2 separate regions of the Sus scrofa genome follow, and region 2 is linked to region 1. A link is a contact called in public Hi-C data. All regions are on one chromosome and are shown on one strand. Each heading gives the region's core, a stretch centred on a gene start, on an enhancer-like site or on the middle of the called end of the contact. The rest is flanking DNA. Distances are from core to core; before and after follow the strand shown. Region 1 holds the start of WRB (tryptophan rich basic protein). Region 2 holds the start of SH3BGR (SH3 domain binding glutamate rich protein).

The links. Hi-C and Micro-C count contacts between places; a contact is called where the count stands out from the background.
Region 2: a contact with region 1 is called in a Hi-C map of liver, with 4 times the contacts expected there. The contact joins the promoter of SH3BGR here to the promoter of WRB in region 1. A contact is called at or near these places in 2 of 5 promoter capture datasets (fetal liver and liver) and 8 of 47 Hi-C or Micro-C datasets (embryonic fibroblasts, epiblast stem cells, fetal skeletal muscle and 3 more).

The regions. Positions count from the first base shown.
Region 1 is chr13:202,958,243-202,964,437 of Sscrofa11.1, forward strand. WRB (tryptophan rich basic protein) reads left to right here and starts at 4,448. Exons shown (of 5, transcript NM_001244308.1): 1 at 4,448-4,599. The coding sequence starts at 4,498.
Region 2 is chr13:203,044,936-203,050,642 of Sscrofa11.1, forward strand. It overlaps SH3BGR (SH3 domain binding glutamate rich protein), which reads left to right and starts at 1,640. Exons shown (of 8, transcript NM_001244236.1): 1 at 1,640-1,844. The coding sequence starts at 1,800. It overlaps LCA5L (lebercilin-like protein), which reads right to left and starts at 264. Exons shown (of 9, transcript XM_005670355.3): 1 at 1-264.

The DNA of each region.
Region 1 (6,195 bases), core at 3,198-5,697:
GCATACAGTCCAGTGGCATTTTGTACGTTCACAATGTTCTTGATCACCATCTAGCAACATTAACTTCCCTGCCTTTAAAGATAATTCCACATTTGCATTAAAAATTGTGTGTAAATGCTTTTCTTTTTTTTAAAAAAAAGTTAAACAAGTTTAACAAGCAAAACAGAAAAACAGCTCATATTACAATCTGTTGTATTTTTCTTTCGGATTGGTTACACACACACACACACACACACACACACACACACACACACACACACACACACTCACACAAGAATGCTTGCCCTGGAGCTCCCTTGTGGCACAGTGGGTTAAAGATCCAGTGTTATCACTGTAGCGGCTGAGGTTGCTGTTGTGGAGAGAATTCGATCCCTAGTCCAGGAACTTGCTTGTGCCAAGGGTCCACCACCCCCACCCCTGCAAAAAAAAAGAGTGCTTGAGGTGCTTGAGTATTCATCTATCCTGAACTGCAATTTTCCAAGAGAGAATTGGATCATTAGCTGTTTTGGATTCTAACCTAAAAACAGGCTGCCAACGTATAGGCAAGACCAGGTCTCTGACAGCCACTAAACAATACGACGGCTATAAAATTTGTGCAAGCAATGTGACTGTCTTCACGTAGCTCGTGCCAGTCAGTTACGCTAACAAACACTGCAAATTTTACTAGATTTACTGTGACTATTGACGAATTTCTAGTTCCCGGTGGAAAGACTGTTCATCTGCTCTTTGATTCGACATCCTGTGTGATTATCGTTCTCATTTTCATTTCGCAAAACCAAGTGGTCAAAGCCAAGAAAAGAAAAATTCATCTCCCACTAAACTGTTTCTTCTCTTGGTCCCCTCTGTTTTCCCTGTTTGGGGAACAGTTGGGGCAATCGAATCTCGTTTTCTTTCTTTTAGGGCTGCACTTGCAGCATCAGGAAGTTCCCAGGCTCGGGGTCGAATCAGAGCTACAGCTGCTGGCCTGCACCACAGCCACAACAACACAGGATCCGAGCTGCAGCTGCGACCTACACCACAGCTCGTGGCAACGCCGGATCCTTAACCCACTGAGCAAGGCCAGGAATGGAACCCAGGTCCTCATGGATACCAGTTGGGTTCACTACCACTGAGCCACAATGGAATTCTGGGGCAATCTCGCTTTCACCTTGCATTTCAGTATCGCCTTCTGGGTGTGTGTCCAGAGAAGACTCTGCCTCCTGTGGGTGACCCACTCAGTTCTGCACTTGTCTCTGACCCCTGCTGACATTCCTTTGAGTCTCTGCAGAGATTTGGTCTCTATCAGAGAACTCATTTCTCCAGCCTCAGTTGGGATTGATTTACATTTAGCACAAGAGCCACTGATATACAGATTGCTAAACCCATTCTCTGAAGTCCTATGAAGAGGAATTTTTATGTTATGTCAGAGGTTTGCCTGTTCTGAACAAGAAATTAGATGACATACCCCCAATGGTGTTTTTATTTTCTTCCAGTCTTTCTCTGGACTAGAATCCAGTTGTAACACTATTGAATATTTATTTTCTATGGGATAGATTTTTTTTTTGACCACGCCTATGGCATGCACAGATTTCCAGGCCAGGGATGGAACCCGTGCCACAGCAGTGACAACACTGGGTCCTTAACTGCTAGCCCACCAGGGAACGCTGCTTTTTTTTTTTTTTTTTTTTTTTTTTCCTCTTCTTAGCCTTGACAATCCAGCATGATGCTTGGATGGTGTTGGAAGCAGCTTCGTCTTGCTAGATTTTTTTTTTTTTCTGCTGATGTACTTCACTCAAGTCTTGAGTTAAAGATTGGGGTACTCTCTCTGCCTCTAAAAAGTCAGAGTTATACCTCTTCTCCTAACAGACCGTTAAAGTTTGTATAAAGATTTACTTTCCCTTTGTGGATTTATATCCCTCAGAATAAACACTGCCGCCCTGTTGGTGAATTTGTGAACAGCTTTGGTTATTGAAGGTGGACCATAACCTTATTGGTTCCAGTCTTTAGACTGTCTTTCTCACCATAATATTAATTCTATCACTATTTTTTCCAAACACACCCTACTCTACTCTAAGTGGCTGTCCTTCCTTGCACCTGAATTCACTATTACCTGATCAGTGTGCCTGACCCACTCGCATTAGCCATGTGGGAGTTCTGGGAACTGCTTACTCATCCACCCCCTATTCCATTTTTAATCTTGCTGATTCTGGGAGACATTCTTCTATCGAAATCTAGCCTTTGGAATGTCGTACCTATTGCCATTGAGACTCCCCAAGGTTTGGTTTCTTGGTTGCCTAGCCCCAGGACGATCTGGTTTTGATGCCTATTTTCAGTATTATCTCTGCTGGCATCTGACAGTGGAACGACTGTATTTTGACCTGAATTTCAAATCCAGTTATTTTCATGATTTATGATGACTTCCAGATGAAATCAATATTTCAGTTGGGTTTGTTCAACTCACATTAAAATCTCCCTTTGAATTTCTTTAGAGACTTCTCTGTCCCTGGTACGCACACCACGTTCCTAGATGAGGCATGTACCTTGACTCTTCTCACAGCTATTGTAGTGCTTTTGATTATTTATTCAGTGGTGCCTGGTTGCTTAATGTCTTTCTCTGATATTGCAACATCCAGTTCATGAATAAACAGGCACCTTTTTTTTTTTTTTTTCAGGACCGCACTCGCGGCATATGGAGGTTCCCAGGGTAGGGGTCAAATCGGAGCTACAGCTGCTGACCTACCCCACAGCCACAGCAGTGCAGAATCTAAGCCGAGTCTGTAACCTACACCCCAGCTCATGGCAATGCCAGATCTTTAACCCACTGAGCGAGGTCAGGGATCGAACCCACAACCTCATGGTTCCTAGTCAGATTCGTTTCCGCTGTGCCACAAGGGGAATTCCCAGATATATATTGATTCATACTGAGATGTTCTGATTTTGACACTTTCCTTCCATGTATTAATAGACAAATTCAGCTGCCAATTGTTAGTGCCCTTTTTGAGAGCTGCCCAAAGGGTGCAATAGGAGAGAGCTGAGTGTTCTGAGTTGCCTTTGCAGGCCCCTTGCTGCTGGTCATCTCCCCCACTGCTGCGCAGTCAAGGCGAATACCCAGGGTTTTTGTCAAATTTTTGCCTCACTAGGAATCCATGCTCCTTCTCCTGGGGGATGTGTACTGTGGTGGGGTGAGGCAGGGGTGGGGAGCTGGCTGTACTTTCCCCCCAGGCCTGAAGGCAGAGTCGGGGTGGGGGAGTGGAGTCAGGAGGGTCTGCCATCGCTTTTCACCAGGTGGTTTTACTTTCAAGTCTTCTAAACCTCTAGCAAGCACAGGAGCCAGGAGTTTGGCTACAGCTTTGGTTAGCCCAGCGGGACGAAGGAGGCTATGGAAGAGGAGCAGGCTCCAAGACTGTCTTCTGTTTCAGTCGGTTCCACATCACCTACTGGCCAAGAAACCTTTCCATGGAAATGATTCAGTCTACTGTCATTGAGTAGTTTTGCTTCACGTGTTTTCTTTAATCAGAAATTTGGGAGTTCTCCTGGTGGCACAGTGGAAGTGAATCTGACTAGGAACTATGAAGTTGCAGGTTCGATCCCTGGCCTCACTCAACGGGTTAAGGATCTGGCATTGCTGTGAGCTGTGGTGTAGGTCACAGACGTGGCTGGGATCCCACATTGCTGTGGCTGTGGGGTAGGCCGGCAGCTGTAGATCTGATTGGACTCCCAGCCTGGGAACCTCCATATGCTGCTGGTGCAACCCTAAAAAGCAAAAAAAAAAAAAAAAAAAAAAAAAATCGTAGACTCCCAGGTCCTCAATTCATTTTGATTGGGATTTAGTTCTCAGACGCCAACCATGGTAGAAGAGAGAGCCAACCACCTTTTGCTTTATCTACTACACATAAGCGTGAATTGTGATTCTTTTACTGTAAAGTAAAAGTTACTTTATTTCAGGCTAAATGTAAACGGTGCCTTTAAAATTAATACTTATTTTTCAGGTATGCAGTTTTGTAATTGCTTTGTTAGTGTTGGGTTTGGAAATGTAAACATTAACAACTCACTAATAACCGCTTACAAAACCTTTTTCTTTTCGTGGTTACTTGCCTCTATAATTACAGTAGTTTTCTATTTATGAAAAGATTTGTTTAAAAATAAATTTATTTAGGAATAAAGATGATGCAATTTAAAGAAAGTATTAATTACATAATAACACAGCTGGTGTGCAGATATAACAAAACTAGAAAGACGTTGGCGTCGCAACCGCGAGAATTTGGAAAACAGGTTCCACGGGGTTGGGGGGAGAGAGGGTGAGAGCAGCTACGGAAGCCGGGAAGGCCAAGGCCAAGGCGAAGGCGGACGCGAACCAGGACCCGGAGGAAGAGGCGGCCCCGCCCCCTCGAGTGCGGCGCAGTGCGCAGGTGCGGCGTCGCGCCTGGGGGCGCGTGGGGCTCACTGCGCAGGCGCGGCGGTCGGCGTGGTCCCCATGGAGCCGCAGTAGCGGGGCTGGCGCCGCCGCGAGCGAAGGACATGAGCGCGGCGGAGGCCGACCGCTGGGCGTGGCTGCTGGTGCTCAGCTTCGTGTTTGGGTGCAATGTACTCAGGATCCTCCTCCCGTCCTTCTCCTCCTTCGTAAGTGGCCTGGCCCTCCAGGGGCCGGTGGGGTCGCCGCCCAAGCCCTCGGCGAGCCCGGTGTAGACACAGGGGTCTCGAGCTGGCCGCCGGAGGGCTGGTTTCGGCCTGCAGAGGCTTCTTGGGCGGGCGGTTCTGTTTTGAGATATTTTCGAGTTGGCTGCTCTCCTCTGAAAGCTGTAAAGCTTTCCCCCCAGATCCGGATTTCTGGATTCTTGGGGCGGAAAAGAAGACACACCTGGCAGATCTTGGTCAGTTTTCACGTGGCGGCGGTCCTCAGTGCCTTTCTGCCAGCCGCGCGCATTTCCGTTATCCCCCGGGCCCTGGAGGCATCCGGCAGCCTTGGCTGCTGGGGGCCCAGTGCCTGCAAGCAGGGCGTCTAGGGCTTTCGGGAAGTCTCGCCTTCTCGCGTGCAGGGCCAGCTGTGCCAGGTCCTGGGGGATGGACCTCAGGGTGCAGGAGCCCCGCATTCTTGGGGCGGGTAGGGTGGGAGACGGTGTAGACAGAGAATCTCAGTGTTCTGTGATGTTTTGTGTACCCAGAGGAATGGCAGGCACGTGGGAGCGCTCTCTCTGCGGGGCGTTTCGCGCATCGCGAGTACGTTACCTCGTGTGTAGGTGCCACAGCTGCTGTGATTGTCACCCCGTCCTGCTGTATGTTCCAGAGGAGGAGTCTGACTCCGTCTAGTTTTTTTCTTTTCTTTTTTTTTTTTTTTTTTAAATGAGAGTTGCAACGTTTATTTTAGGTGCTCTCGTGGATTTTTCTTTTCTTTTCTTTTTTGCCACACAGGCAGTATGTGGGAATTCCTGGGTCAGGGATCGAACCGAAGCCACACAGCAGCCACCGGAGCCACAGGTGAGAACGCAGGCACCTCAATCCGCCAGTCCATCAGAGAACTCCCTGAATCTGTTTAATTGTGTTAAGTCTTGCAGCTAGTGACTGCTGGAGGGGGCGGATTTCATCCCTGATTTGTGATTCTCCTAGGTCTGCTCCTCTGCCTTTTGGAAAAAGAATGGGGGGGGGGCGTTTGGTGGCACATTTGATGGAGGTGTAGGGGTGTGTGTGTGTGTGTGTGTGTAGGTGGGGAGCTGTCCTCTGGGGAAGGGCACAATCTTTATGCCCACAATGGGAGCGGGGACAGTCTGAGGAGACTTCAAAGATGGGGTGCACACATTATAGCCATGTCCTGGGAGCTGTTCTCCCTGCTTTTCTCTTCTGATATAAATTGGTGGTGGTGGAGGGCTATTGGTGGTGGTGGAGTTTCTTTTTTGTTTTACTCTACTGGTGTCTGTTGAGTGCCTTTTTTTTTTGTTTTTGTTTTTGTTTTTTTTTCTTCTTTATTTCTCATTCTCTCCATACTTGCGTCATATGGAAGTTCCGGCCTAGGGGTGGAATTGGAGCTACAGCTGCTGGCCTACACCACAGCTACAGCAACGCCAGATCTGAGCTTTGTTGGCGACCTACACCACAGCTCACTGCAACTCCAGATCCCCAACCCACCGAGCGAGGCCAGGGTTCGAACTCTCCTCCTCATGGATGCTAGTCGGACTCGTTTCTGTTGTGCCAGGGAATCTCCTGTGTGCCTGTTTTGGGTAA
Region 2 (5,707 bases), core at 390-2,889, 84 kb after region 1:
CGGCGCTGACGCGTTGCCCTGGAAACTGGCACGCTGGGCCTTCTGGGACCTGCCGGGAGGGGCGGAGCCGCGAGTCTGCGCGCACGCGCACTGGGACCCCGTCTGGTGGTGCGTGGCTCCGGCGGTCTAGGGCGGGGGAGAGTCCTGCTCCACGTGATTCCTCCTTGAGAGAGAAGTGAGCTGGCGGCGTAGGCGTTTGCAAAGGAGCCTCAGGTTGCACCTCCTCAGGGCCCGGGACCTCGGTGGCGCCCTGGCCGCGCCGGGGTGAGAGAGCCGGCCCCGCGACGTCCCCGTAGGCTCGGAGATCCCGCGGTTCTTTCGCGCGCCGGTTAGCCCTCGCCCTTGCACCGGGTGTTTTGAATCCGAGTCCGTTGCGCGTGTCTGGTTCCTAGCTTGGGAGGGGCGTGGATGGAGAGCTGAGCGCTCCTGTTAACCTCTCTGTGTAAAGATAGATTTCTTGGGTGAAAGGAGAAAACCATGACAATGAAGCAATGCATGCTTGGTGTAGAAAATTGACAATGTACAGGAAAGTACAAGAAGATGTAAAAATCACCAAGATCATGGAATTACAAGTGCTAAAAAGTGATTGCGTAAGAATTTTTAGTGATACATTGGCATCATTAACGAAGCTTAGCACTATTTCTCTTCTCCTCTTCCTCCTCCTCCCATTGTATCAACGCCCTGTTGAATGTCCTTGTAGATTAATTTTAGGGGTCACTCCTAGTTAGAATGCGTTCTTCCAGGTTGCCATAGCCACCTCCTCCTTGAGCAGCAAGGGACTTAAAAAAGAGACTCATTTCTCTAAAGAGGACTAAATATCCTCCCTTCGTTTGCCCCTAACACCCTTGATCTTGGTTTTGGAACCCATCGAAGAGTTGGGTGGCTAGCTTTTGGGCGTCTTACTAGATTTTTAACAACAACAGCAAAATCTAACTTTGAACACAATTCAAACATCTATACAAATAAGATGAGGGAGCCTGCTACCAACAGACCATTAATCTCCCCCCCCACACCCCGCCCCAAGGTCTCTGAAACAGCGGAGACAATTTGTTTGTTGAAGTCATGGGTGCTGACAAGCCAGCCGCCACCTCCCTGCCGGGTCTGGGATGTCAGTGAAACCTTACACGGTCCCTCGGCTTGTCAGCTCCGGTTCTTTAAAAGGAACAGGTGGCAAAGGGAGAAAACTGGCCACAGGCCACTCTTAACGGAATCTATTGTATGACGATTCATTTGATTTGTAAACAGATGTGTCAGAAAAATTAAAAGGAAGGAACGCGCTCTGTATTTGTTTAAAGGCTTCGGTGCCTGTTCTGACCCTTCCGGTTCGTTTGGCAGAAGCCCTGTAAACAAAGCCTCCTCCGGGACCGAGCCGGTGTTTTCTGGGCTTTTCCGGCTCCCGAGAGCCCTTCCCTCCTCCTCCCTCCTCCTCCTCCTCCGGTACCCGGGCCCCACCTCCCTCCGGTCCGAGACACCTCCCCGCCGGTCTCTGATTGGTGCAGAGCGCAGCCTTGCCTTTTAGGGACTGTTGTCGGGCTGTTAAAGTGATAAGGGAAAGCGTCCAGTGGCTGCTTTTACCAACCAATCAACTATTTTCCTGACAGATCCCCAAATATTCCCGAGCCAATGGAGGGGAGAGCCCGAGATGCCTGGGCCTCTCCTGGGAGAGGCAGGAGCTCAGACAGCCCTGGGCCCCCGCCAGCCCCCACCTGGCATTTGTCTGTGTCACTGTCAGGATTTGTCTAGCGCCGCGTCCCCTAGCAGGGGTGTGTTGGGGGGAGCCCTCTTTCCAGACTCTCAAAATGGTTATCAAAGTGTTTGTTGCCACATCTTCTGGGTCCATAGCGGTAGGTGTCTGATGGAATGGGGGGGCTTGTCTTCCTGTCCTACTTTCTGAGTATCTTAGACTTGGAATAGAAGGAGCCGGTATGACCCAGCGCTGGCCTTAAATTTCTTTTTTCAGGCGTAAGTAAACGCGGCTCGGCAGTCAGTCTGTGAGCCCTTTGCTTTCGGCCTTGGTTCGAATGGTGTTTAGCGTGTGAAATGTGTGATCCGGGGTAGCTGGGTGTGGAAGGGGAGTCCAGGAAGGGGGCGTGTTGCTGCTAGAACTTTGAACATGTGATTTCAGTCCTGTTGTATCGCATATGTATCTATGATCGAATCAGAGGGACTTTTTTGGTGTGTGGAGTGTTTCTGCCGTTCCTTCTGTCAGATTTATTTAAAATTGCACATAATGTAAAAATATTTGGAGCGTATGATGGACCAGATTATTAAAATGACTCCTGGGTGCAATGACTTGTGTATATCATGTAACTGTAACAAAAAGTGTAAAGTTAGCGTGTGTAATGCTATTATTTGAGGAAAATGATACCGCAGTGACCAGAACAAACATTTCTAAGGCCCCAGATTTAGATATGCCAGGAATTCAAACGGACCAAAAATAGGCGTGAAAAGTCGACCCCCCCATAACATCGCTTGGTCAGATTTCGCGTAAAGGAAGGGCTTTTCTCCTTGGAAATAGTTCAGGCTTTGATTTTAGGCTTGAACCTGCAGAGTCTGCCTGGGACTGAGATTTCAGCCAGCATTTTAGCATCTCAGAGGCTGTGGAGAGAAAACAGTTTTATTAGTCCTGAAAGCGGGAGACCTGCAGCGGGGCTGTTTCCTTTTATATCTGGTCCCTGGACCTTCTCAGGTTGCAGCCTGGGCTTCAGTGGTCACTCAGCTCGGGATGATTCCAGGCGGGTGGGTGGCCCAGGGAACAGTCCTAAGGGCAGCTCCTGAATGCCACCTCCCCCCGCAAAGTTCACGCGGTTTCCAGACGGGATAAGAGGAAAACAGAGGAAAGAGCCTGGTTGTCCCTGGTGAGCAGAGCTGATGGCAACTGTATAGTGATCTCTTGAAGGTCTTTGAACAGAAAACAATGAGGCAAAATTCCAAGTGTAAAACTGCAGAATCCTTTGTGGCTGCTGCTGACCACAGACACTTTTAGTTGATCTACAAAAAGGATGTTTTGGGGGAGTTCCCATGGTGGCTCAGCGGTTAAGTACTGGACGTTGTGTCCATGTGGATGCAGGTTTGGTTCCTGGCCCCGCTCAGTGGGTACAGGATCCCGAGTTGCTGAAAGCTGCAGAGTAGGTCGCAGATGCGCCTTGGATTTGGTGTTGCGGTGACTGTGGGGTAGGCAGGCACCTGCAGCTCTGATTTGACCCTTGGCCTAGGAACTTCCATATGCTGCAGGTGTGGCTGTTAAAAAAAAAAAAAGAATATTTTTGGATTCATTAGGTGAAACAATTTTTGTGTGTGTGTGTGTGAAGAAAATGGCTTTAGTGGGCTTCAGATATGCTGTTGATGCTCATTGCTGGAAACTTCTGCTACTCACCTGCCAATCTTCCCCCTATCCTGTAGACCAGGTCTGAGTGGCTTTATGTATCCTTCTGGAGACATGCACAAATGTGTGGATTTCTTAGGAATATCTCATGTCCTACCTTTTTGAAGTTGGGAGCATGGTTTCGTTAACCTGGGAGGACCCGGAGATGTACTGATCATTCCAGGATCTTGGAAAATCCAAGTCCAGTCTGCTGCCCTAAGCACATGTCTCGGTGCCACTTGGCACTGTGTGACCTTGGAAAAATTATTTCACTTTGCTAAGCCTCAATTTCCTTATCTGTAAAATGAGGACAAAAATAGTATTTCTCTCATCGCATTGTCATGAGGACTTGGCATGGGGACAATAGGCATGGAGTCCCCAGTGTGGTGTCAAGTGCTTAATAAAAACTATCATCAGTAGTTAGTGTTATAATTGTTAGCTATGGTTCGCTAAGTTTATAATTGTTGTAACTTGGTTATTATACATATGAATGTTAGTTAATATTACCGAAGTTGTTTTAATTATTATGAGTGCTTGCAGATCTGCATCGGTGATGGGGTTTCAGAAGAATTGTCTCAAGCACTTACATGGAAGCATTTCTGTCTTACCCTAAAGAGGGAGAACTGATTATACCCATGCTGTCAGTGCTAATGATTTTTCCTGGCTGGGGCAGTTCCAGAAGCTTCTTTGCAGGCCAAGCCAGAGCAGCTGCCAGGACTTAGGCTGTGTCTGTATGGTGTTGGGTCTACAAAACCTTTACTGCGTACTTCTTCCGTCTGTGTACTTTAAGAATGGGTCCTAGCCTGTAACCTTATCAGAGGGAGAGCATTATGGCATCTGTTGGATGCATGAAATAGATGAAGAAGGAAAACACCAGTCGTAATCTCTTGATGAGGATTACACGTGCAGCTGTGTGTCATATCACTGTTTTAACCATTGATGCCAAAGCGTGGTTACGTGTGTCCCACTTTACAGGGGATTTGAGCGCAGAAGTCTGTGCCTCCGTGTCTGACCCTCCTCTCTTCCTGAAGGTCATTGCCACAGCGGGCAGTGGGGGGGACAAAGGGAGAGAGGCCAGTCCTCACCGTTTTCAGCATACACAGCCCCTGAACTGTCATCCTTAAGGACAGACTCCAGTGGTGACTCTGGGCTTTTGCAACCCTTTTTCCAGCCTTGATGGAATGTAACTATAGTGGAAAAACACGGCTCTCAAATTTGATGGATCTGGATGTGCATCTTGGAAGCTTCTTTAATTCCCTGGTACCCTGGCTCTGTTATCTTAAAATGGTGATCCGAATTCTTGCTTGGCAGGGCCCTCAGGACGAGTAAAGGAGATAACAGCCTGCCAGGTGCCTGAGGGCACAGCTTCTTGACTTGTGGTGCAGGACGGTTTTCCACGCATTTCTTGGTTCTCACCAACATCTGGGGGGGAAGGCAGCCTCCTCTCCATTTTGCAGATGAGACCGTGGAGGAACAGAGCCCCTGCCCCGACAGCAGGCTTCCCAGCCCGGAGGGAAAGGCACGTCACCTCTCCCTCCAGGGCAGCCTGCTTTTTACTGCAGTACAGTGACCTCGTTTGGAGAGCTTCCTGACTGTCTGTACAGGACAATAAACGAGAGGTGCCAAGTGAGTGACCCAGAGATCACGCTGACGCATCGCGGTAACCAACAGTGGCCTGTGACTTCAGGACAGAGCATGAGACTTTATTTTTTTAACTTTATTTATTTATTTATTTTTAAGGGCTGCACCCGAGGCATGTGGAGGTTCCCAGGCCAGGGGGCAAATCTGAGCTGCAGCTGCCGGCTTACGCCACAGCCACAGCCACGCCAGATCCGAGCCACATCTGCAACCTACCCCACAGCTCACAGCAACGCCGGATCTTTAACCCACTGAGCAAGGCCACGGATTGAACCTATGTCCTCATGGATGCTAGCCGGGTTCATTAACCACTGAGCCATGACGGGAACTTCAAGAATAATCTTTGTCTTGAAGTACCGTTGATTTATAATGCTGTGATAGTTCCAGGTGCACAGCCAAGTGATTCATTCATCCGTATGTAGGCATTCATTTTCAGATTCATTTCCGTTAGGTTGATATAGGATTTTGAATATAGTTCCCTGCGCTGTAAGTAGGACCTGGTTTATCCATTCTCTGTGGTTTGCTTCTGCCCACCCCAAACTCTCAATCCTCTCTTCCCCCTCTCTGCTCTCTAAGAGAATGACGCTCTCTTATGAGTCTCTGTAACAGGATAGGAAAACAGCCATCTGAGCCTCCGCTGAGGTCCCAAAGGCTCCAAGTGACACAGTCACCCAGGACCCCAGAGGGGCTGCCCAGATGGATGGT